Regions from separate parts of the Sus scrofa genome. Here all the other regions are linked to region 3. The links are chromatin contacts, called in public Hi-C and HiChIP or PLAC-seq maps. All regions are on one chromosome and are shown on one strand. The core of a region is the stretch at or near the end of the contact, and the rest is flanking DNA. Distances in the headings are between cores, read along the strand shown.

Region 1 (2,700 bases), core at 50-2,549, 120 kb before region 3:
TTTTTAAAAAATTTTTTTTTCTTTTTATGATTTTGTCTCTTTCCTCCAACCTTTTGTCCTTGAGTGTTCTTGCTGTTAACATTATTTGTAATTTAGTTTATAATTCATTAAAAAAAAGTTCTTAGTTTTATAGCTCATCTCTGTGTTTTACTGAAAGAATGGTGTGTGAGAGAATATGAATGTATGCGATAATTGGTTTCAGACTCCTTTTCCTAATCTCTGTGCAGGGCTACCCACCCCATCCCCATTTTGATCTCTGTGATGCAACTGGGATAGTGCCGAGGGTGGGCAAGGTGGGAATTATTGCCCTGATTTTACAGCTAGGGAAACCGAAGCTTATGTATTTCCTACTTCTCTTTCCCCACAAACTTACATCTCTCCTTGCCCCCACAACACCTACACATAGACATATATCCCATACACATACGTACGAGGTGCCAGTTCCAGAATTTCAAGGTTAGGGTTTAGGAGCAGCAGTATGTTTGGAACTGGGCTCCATGGGAATTTGCATTGACATTGCATTTCCCAGGAAGCTCCCCTTTTTTTCCTTTTTGTTTCATATCACAAACGGTAAAGTTTTCCAAAGTAGTTTATTCATATTTACGTACAATTGAGAATATATCAATCGTCTTATGAAAAATTACTATAACAGGGCTAAAGCCTCCTCAAGTTACCACTTCTAGGAGTTGCCATTGTTTCATCTCACCAAAAAAAATCTCAGACTGCCCGTGGGCCACCCTTCGGAGCCCCACTGAAAGGAGGAAGCACCGATGTGAAGGGTACTTAAATTCCCAGGCTCCAGGTCCCGGAGAGAAGTATTTCCCTTACGCCCGCGAATTTGTCATAGAGGGCGGGGCGCTGAAGGCAGGCCTGCCGAATACGGGGGAGGGGCGGAGGTCAGTAGCGGCCTTCCAAAGCCTTTCGACCCCGCCTTGCCTGCCATTCAAGTCTCGAATTTTCGAAGTACTGGTTAAAATTTCACTTTGACCCGCCTCCGTCGCTCACCTGATTAGATGTTTATGAGTCAAAAGGCGGGGTCATGAGGATGTCGAGAGTTTATTGGTTGAGGTACACGCCTGTTAGTGGTGTACCGCCCCCTATCTCGGGGAGCTCACTCTTTAGTGGCTCCTCACCTCGTCCATCTCCAAGGTTTCCCTCTCTGTATTGGTGCAGAGACCCGTCTGTCCAGTCCTTTTCTCGTACTCATTGGTGATAGCGCCGAAAGAGATCCGCCTTTCTCCAGAGGATTGGCGGATTAGGGCGCACAGAGCCCACCCTCTGTGGTAGGCGGGTAGTCGTGCAATTGGCTGGGGCCCCCGCCCCAGGGCGAGGAGGAGGAGGAGGGGCAGGAGGGTTTGGTTGAGCTGCAGCTGTTTGTCTGTTCGACACAGGCTTGGGCCCGACGGGGGAGACGGAGCCCCAGGTACCTGGCTGATGGAGCCCGCAAGGGCAGGGGCGGAGGCGCCCCGGAGAGGAGAGCGGCCTGGCCTGAGGGCAGAGGCGGGTCTAGGCCTCCGCGAGGGGTTGGAGTGGCCCACTGGAGAGGGGAGAAGGGGGCCGGGCCCCAGCAGGCCTAATGGGGGCGCTGAGGAGGGGGCCGGGCGGGCTGGGAGCCCGAAGTTGGTGAGTCGGGAAGGCGGCTGGGTGGTGTTGGCTGCCGGGCTGGGCGCCGGCGCGGGAGGCCCGTGGCTCGCGTGCGGGCAGGGGCAGGCCTCTTTGAGCCTCGCCGAAGAGGGAGGAGCTGGGGAGATGGGATGGGGCGGCGGGTGAGGTAAGCCCATGCCGGGAGGTGAGGAGGGGTCAAGCCCGACGCCCGGGCCCCGAGGGGAACCGGGGCTGAGGCTCTCTCGAGAGGTCTCAGTGGAAGGGCCAGAGAAAGGTTCTTAGCTGTGTAAGAGGCATTCTTTTCGGGCAAAGTGACTATTATAAAAATAACTAGGGTGCTCCAGAGTTGAGCCGACAGGGATTTGGGTTCAGTGAGGGAGAACCGAGACAAGCCAAGAGAGCTTTCTTAATCTAGAAGACTCGGAACTGGAGCAAGGGAAGCAGGGTCTCGCATCAGTTATGGGAGCTGCTGGGAATGCTAAAGGGTGAGCTAGAGGCTCAGGGTCTTGCGAGAACTCATGCTTTTGTTCCCATTACGTGTGGAGATGTGGTAACTTGAAGTTTTTTGGTACTCCTGGGGTAGCCAATGAAGACAAAAGTAATTTTTTTTTTCTCTAACTGTTGGCCGTTCACACACTTTAGACTGCAGTCTCTGTTTCTTCTTACCTCCTGTTTCATGTCCTGTGAAAAAGCTAAGAAGTCGGCTTTGGGGGTGTTCATTCTTTCTTTCCTACTTAATAATGTGGTCTTTATTGGATACCTTGTCTCTGACCCAGCAATGGAGAATCAGTGATTTATTTTCTGCACTGGAAATGGACTTAGGGATCCCGCAGCCATCCAGAGACCTTCTGACCATAGTTGGGGAAACTTTCGTGGCACTTGGACTTGGGTATTTCCCAGGCAGGTAATGGTTAGGTGGAACCAAGCCTGGAAATATGAGGTGATATCACTGAGGAAGGGATTTGGGGAAGAGTGAGAAATTCCATTCCAGAAGGTTGGCATCACCCCTGTTCTTTGTCTCCTTCTTCAGGAGCCCCGGTCTCTGAGCTATTAGAAAGTTGGGTCAGATGGAGAGGCACTTGGGGAAGGAGGTGA
Region 2 (2,700 bases), core at 178-2,677, 64 kb before region 3:
GGTTCCATCTCTGGTCCTTGTCAGTGGGTTTAATGATCCAGTATTGCCGTGAGCTGCAGTGTAGGTTGCAGAGGAGTCTTGGATCTCGTGTTGCTGTGGCTGTGGTGTAGACCAGTAGCTGCAGCTCTGATTCAACCCCATCCTGGGAACTTCCATATGCCTTGGGTGCAGCCCTAAAAAGAAAAAAAAAAAGAAAGAAAGAAAAAAAAAAAAGAGGTAAATGGAACTTAAACATAAATAACAAGGTACATTTCAATAGGAGGCCAGAGTCATCAATGAGTGGTGAAATCACCTTAATGGGAATTGATGAACACTTATTAAAATAAAATAGAAAATACCAGCGCACCTTATGTCATAAGGGCTTTGTTTCATGAAATTTTTGTTTCAGTTTTGTGTGTGTGTGTGTGTATTTGTATTTGTATATGTATTGAGTACCAAAGTAAAATATATTTTTACTAGGAGTGTAAGTCAAATCATTTAGGTCACCAGTCCAACTTATACCTCCATCCACTTATTTGTTTCTTAGGTAAGAGAAAGCATAGTACAGTGGAGCCAAGAAACCTCTTACTAGCTCCCTGTAACTTTGGGCAACCTCAGTTTTAACCTCTCTACTCCTCAGTTTTTCAATCTGTCGTGGGATCCCTGAACCTCTAGGGAATTCCCATGTAATGTAAGGATAATATTAGAAGCTTCCTTGTAGACTTGTTGAGGGTTAACTGAGTTAATATTTATACAGTGCTTACTACAGTGCCTGGCACTATGTTTGCAAGATCCAGGAACAAAAAGGTGAATGAGAAATAGCCCTAGCACCGATGCACTTGTCCATGACTCCTCCCTGCTGGGTTTTCTCAGTATTAGAAGGAGGAACTAATAACATGTTTTATTCTTCCCCCAGCCTCCCGCCCCCAACATCTTCCTTTTCTGTCATGCACCAAAGAAACGAGCAGAGAGCGTCCCCCAGTGGCCGGTGGAGTGATGTCGCCTTCCGTTTAAGGGCTTGGGGCCTGGGGACTGCCAACTCCGCACTACAACTCCCACCATGCATCTCTTCCCCTCCGACCTCTAATAGGCAGTGTGACAAGCGGTCTTGCGCCGGGCAACTTCCCCGCCTTGCGTCGCAAAATACAGATAAATGCCCAGAATTACGTCCGGGGTAAGGTGTTGCAAAGGTTGCTGGGAAACACATAACCGTAATTTTCTTCCGCCAGCAGGTTAAATAGTCCCTTGGTCACTTTGTGCCACGGAAAAATAAACTCGAGAAACACCTTTCTACCATAGATTTCAGCAGAAACGCTGAATAATAAATAACATTTGAATAAAGGTGATTGCCGTCCTTGGCGTGCGTCCAGGAGCCGTCTAGGAGGAATCCCTCGGCGTGAGCGGAGGGATCTCGCACTATATAAGAGAGCCGAGCCGTTGGCCACTTCCTCTCTCGCGTCTTCGCTTCCAAGATGGTGAGTTATGGCGCGTGGTGAACGATTGGGGCCGGGTGAAGGCTGAGTGTGAGCCAGATGAGATTGTGGGGGTTTTAAAACCTGGACTACGGTGAAGGAATGGAAAGAGCATATGTTTGTTCCAGGCTTGGGGGGGTTTGCGGAGGGACTGGAGATCTGAGTGGCTCTTCTGGTGGTTGCCGGCGGGAAATGTGGCCGGAAGGGGTCTAAGGCTGGGTAAGTTGCGAGCCCTTCTTAATGGTGTTTTCATCCTGATGCAGACCAAGAAAAGAAGGAATAATGGCCGTGCCAAAAAGGGCCGCGGCCACGTGCAGCCTATTCGCTGCACCAACTGTGCCCGATGCGTGCCCAAGGATAAGGCCATTAAGAAGTTCGTTATTCGGAACATTGTAGAGGCCGCGGCGGTCAGGGACATTTCCGAAGCGAGCGTTTTCGATGGTGAGTGAGCTCCCGGGGCGAATCGGTATCTTAATATTTAAGAAGTGTAATTTTTTTGTGGCGCGTATTCGATCCCTGGCCGAGGAACTTCCACATGAGGCCGAAAGCTGTACATACATACTTTAAGACCTAAAACCACCTCTCCCCGCCAACCCGTGCGGTGCACAGGCTTTGTCGTAGTAGTGTCCGAGCAATCTCCTTGTGTTTTTAAGGTTGTCGGTAGAAGAGAATTGAATCTTTGCTGCGTTTGCCACTTTGAGCTGTGTCTGGGGAGGGAGCCTTTTTGTGGTAGTGCTCACTGAGTCATTTAAGAAAGGAAGCATGTCTACTTAGGTTCACGAGGGTGATCTTTGGAGCAATATGATGTTGTTTTAATCGTTTTTCTTTTTAGAGACAGTGAGCTTTTTTAGGCGGGGGCCCTGGACGGTGTTAGGGCTGATGTGATTGTTGAAGAAACTAGATTCTTGGTGGTATAACATCTGTGGTGTGAATTTGATTCCCATGATGACAGGATGGGTTAGTAAGGGGGTGTTTATTCGTGAAACTATGTTTTTAGGTGTCAGAAAGTGAATAGTAGCTCTTTGGAGTGAAATCTTGTAGATATGCCTAAATGAGTTTGTTTACTTTTTTGTTTTTGTTTCTTTGCCATTTCTTGGGCTGCTCCTGCGGTGTATGGAGGCTAGGGGTCGAATCAGAGCTGTAGCTGCCAGCCTTCGCCAGAGCCACAGCAACACGGGATGCAAGCCGCTTCTGCAACCTACACCACAGCTCACGGCAACACCGGATCGTTAACCCGCTGAGAGGGGGC
Region 3 (2,700 bases), core at 182-2,681:
TCAAGTAGCAGGTCCAGGATTCAAAATTTTCCAATGCACCATGCTCTTAGTGTAAGGTGTCAAAGAAAACTGATGAAAGTCAGAGCACTAGTAAGAGGTATTGTCTTCTTGTGTTTGCACTGAATCAAGTCTAACCCCAATATCCACAGCCTCCTCCTACACCTGGACTGCTCATCTCAGCAAGTGGGAGTAAGGGGGTGGACAGAAGGAAAAATAACTGGACATCTCTGTGTAAACCGTAATCTTCGTGTGCTACATATGATATCTGCCTAAGGGACAGACTCAGACGGTCCCCAGAGCCATTTTTTAGGAGCAGTTCTCATTCAGTAGTGGGAAGCTTCCAGTGGAGATGAAAAAGAGGACCCGGCTTCAGACCTCAGTTCCTTTGAATGGGAAACTGGGAGTATCTGTTTTTATCCCTCAAGTTTTTGTTTTGTTTTTATACATGTCTGAATAAAGATGCCAAGGTTTTGCAGCTTCTTGTCTAACGACAAACTTTAGTGAGTGGACAGATCAGCCCTTTTCTCCGTTCCACAGCAGAGAATGGCTACCATGGCATGCTTCCTTCTCTGTCTCCCCACAGTCCTACTTGGCCCCCTGTAGCTTTCTCCAGCCCCACTTTCCTTATAGTCTCTTTAGACAAGCAAAGGGTACAGTCCTTTTCATTTAAGCGTTTTACTAGGAATCTGTATAGGGCAACCGACTAACTGGGAGTAACAAAACAACCAAACAAAACACGTTTGGGGCAGTTAGAAAAGGCCCCAAGAGGTAGAATACTGAAACTCTCAAACGTTTCACAACTTTAAAAAAAAGTGTCCGTCTTAGGTGCCATCAAAGCCTGTTGTTGGAACAATAGTGCCATCTTCAGAGGGAGCCGGCCTCTAGACTTGGAAGGCTGTACATGGATAATCCCACAGAAATCTGGTGCCCAGTTAGTCCCTGCTCCACGCACTCCGGGTCTCCTTCCACACTCGCTCTGCCCCTCCCAGCACCTGAGGACGATCGGACTGGCCAGGCCGGTCCGCCTGCCGCTCCAGGGATCCGAGGAAGGGCGTACCCAGCCTCCCCGCCCTTGATACAATCACCCCCACTCGTCTCTGCTCCACCCTGCCCCGCAGCCTCCAAACCCACGTCCCCGCCGTAGCTCCGCCCCCTTCTCCCTTAGCCCGCCTCCCTCTATTACGGGTTCTCGCTCAGCGCTCCTGGTGGATATGGTTTTTCCGGGAGAGACCACGCTTCCCCTCATGCTCTCCAACGGCTCCGCCTTCCCGCCGGAGCCTGACCCTTCCCAGCGTGCTTGGCGATTCCGGCGTGCGAGGCCCTCGGAGGGCAAGGCCCCAGGGCCTGGCTTAGGGGCGCGAAAGGCAGGCTGGGAATTGTAGTTCGCGAGTCCGCGAGGGCAGCTAGAGGCTGGCGGCGGGAGGGACTCGTTGTCCCAGCATGCCCTGCGCATCAGCCCGCGCGCTCGCAGTTTCTCGCTCTCGCCCGCCCGCTCCCTAGCTTGCTCGCGCTTTTGCTCGCGCTCTCCTCGCGGATCGAAGGGGCTCTGGCCACAGCCTGTGGTTGGGAAGGGCGACAGAGGCAGCGGCTCAGGAGAAACGAGGCTGCGGTGGTGGTGGTGGGAAGATGTCGGGCGAGGACGAGCAACAGGAGCAGACTATCGCCGAGGACCTGGTCGTGACCAAGTATAAGATGGGGGGCGACATCGCCAACCGTGAGTGCGGCCTCGGGGGTCCGGAGATCGAGGCTGGGAGGGAGAGGCAAGGGGGACGGTGCTTGACGAGCCGGTGAGGGGCTGGAGCGGTGGGGTCATGCAGAGTGGGCTAGTGAGGGCCCCCCGCGGGTCTGCTGGGTTTGGCGTGGTGGGAAGGCTCGTTATCGCGTTTGGGACCTGAGCGGCTAGGCCTGGGCTGGAGTCTGTGAAGATGCAGGCGGGTGGCAGGGAAGAGCGCAGAGCGGGGCCCCGGCTGGCTCCGACCCTAGGCCCTTGGTAAGGAGGCAGGGCGTATGTCCTGCTCTTCATCCTTCTGTCTGGATCTCTGCCTCTGATTTTGGCAGCAGGGAGGCCACCTCGGAAACGAAACGCTCCTCTATTTTGTCGCTGCTCCCCGCCGTCAGGAGCCTAGCCGGCACGTGTTGCCGGGTCCCCAGCGGATCGCCGGCTCCCTTCCTCCGCTACAGTCCCTGACACTAGCTTCCCTACCACGTGCTTTGCTGTAGTCTTTCGTTCTTTACTTCAGCTCCCTCCCTGGAGGGGGCCGCCTTCTACTCTTGGGCCAGCTCAGGGACCGTTGGAGGGTACCCCTGGAGAACCCCTAACATAACTCTTGGAGACGTATCTGGTTGTTCTTGAAGTTATCATCTCCAATCTGCGCAGATAGCTTTAGTTAGTTGTCAAATTTGATTGCTCTCAGGGGTTTGACAGCTCTAGGAGTGTTTTGAGGTTCTTTTCACCCCAACCAGGCAAACCTGTGTAGAGCACTGGTAAAGGGGAGACTGACTTTATAGGATCTCGGAAGTTATCCTTATGGGGGCTCGCTCAGACTTCTCAGCAGCTGCCTGCCACTCTAGGCAGATGTCTCACTTTCTCTTTTCTCTCTTTGCGATTTAAAACCCAGTTAGGGGACAGAAGATGCTTGTCTTTGGGCTTTTAAATGGTTTTGACAGTAAAGATAGGTATTTAGGATGCCTTTGATCCTA

What was found. Hi-C and Micro-C count contacts between places; a contact is called where the count stands out from the background. HiChIP or PLAC-seq counts read pairs in DNA pulled down with a chosen protein or histone mark.
Region 1: a contact with region 3 is called in a Hi-C map of embryonic fibroblasts, with 1.8 times the contacts expected there. The contact joins the promoter of RAB5B here to the promoter of PA2G4 in region 3. A contact is called at or near these places in 3 of 47 Hi-C or Micro-C datasets (embryonic fibroblasts, heart right ventricle and skeletal muscle) and 1 of 2 datasets of contacts at active chromatin or transcription factors (alveolar macrophages).
Region 2: an H3K27ac HiChIP or PLAC-seq map of alveolar macrophages shows a contact between it and region 3. The contact joins the promoter of RPS26 here to the promoter of PA2G4 in region 3. A contact is called at or near these places in 1 of 5 promoter capture datasets (fetal skeletal muscle), 10 of 47 Hi-C or Micro-C datasets (adipose tissue, blood, embryonic fibroblasts and 5 more) and 1 of 2 datasets of contacts at active chromatin or transcription factors (alveolar macrophages).

Annotation. Positions count from the first base shown.
Region 1 is chr5:21,372,034-21,374,733 of Sscrofa11.1, forward strand. RAB5B (ras-related protein Rab-5B) reads left to right here and starts at 1,300. Exons shown (of 6, transcript XM_021091797.1): 1 at 1,300-1,423. It also overlaps a transcript of CDK2 not described here.
Region 2 is chr5:21,430,229-21,432,928 of Sscrofa11.1, forward strand. RPS26 (ribosomal protein S26) reads left to right here and starts at 1,428. Exons shown (of 4, transcript NM_001097481.2): 1 at 1,428-1,454; 2 at 1,715-1,892. The coding sequence starts at 1,452.
Region 3 is chr5:21,494,566-21,497,265 of Sscrofa11.1, forward strand. PA2G4 (proliferation-associated protein 2G4) reads left to right here and starts at 1,432. Exons shown (of 14, transcript XM_013988304.2): 1 at 1,432-1,714. The coding sequence starts at 1,627. ERBB3 (receptor tyrosine-protein kinase erbB-3) reads left to right here. Exons shown (of 28, transcript XM_021091799.1): 28 at 1-475.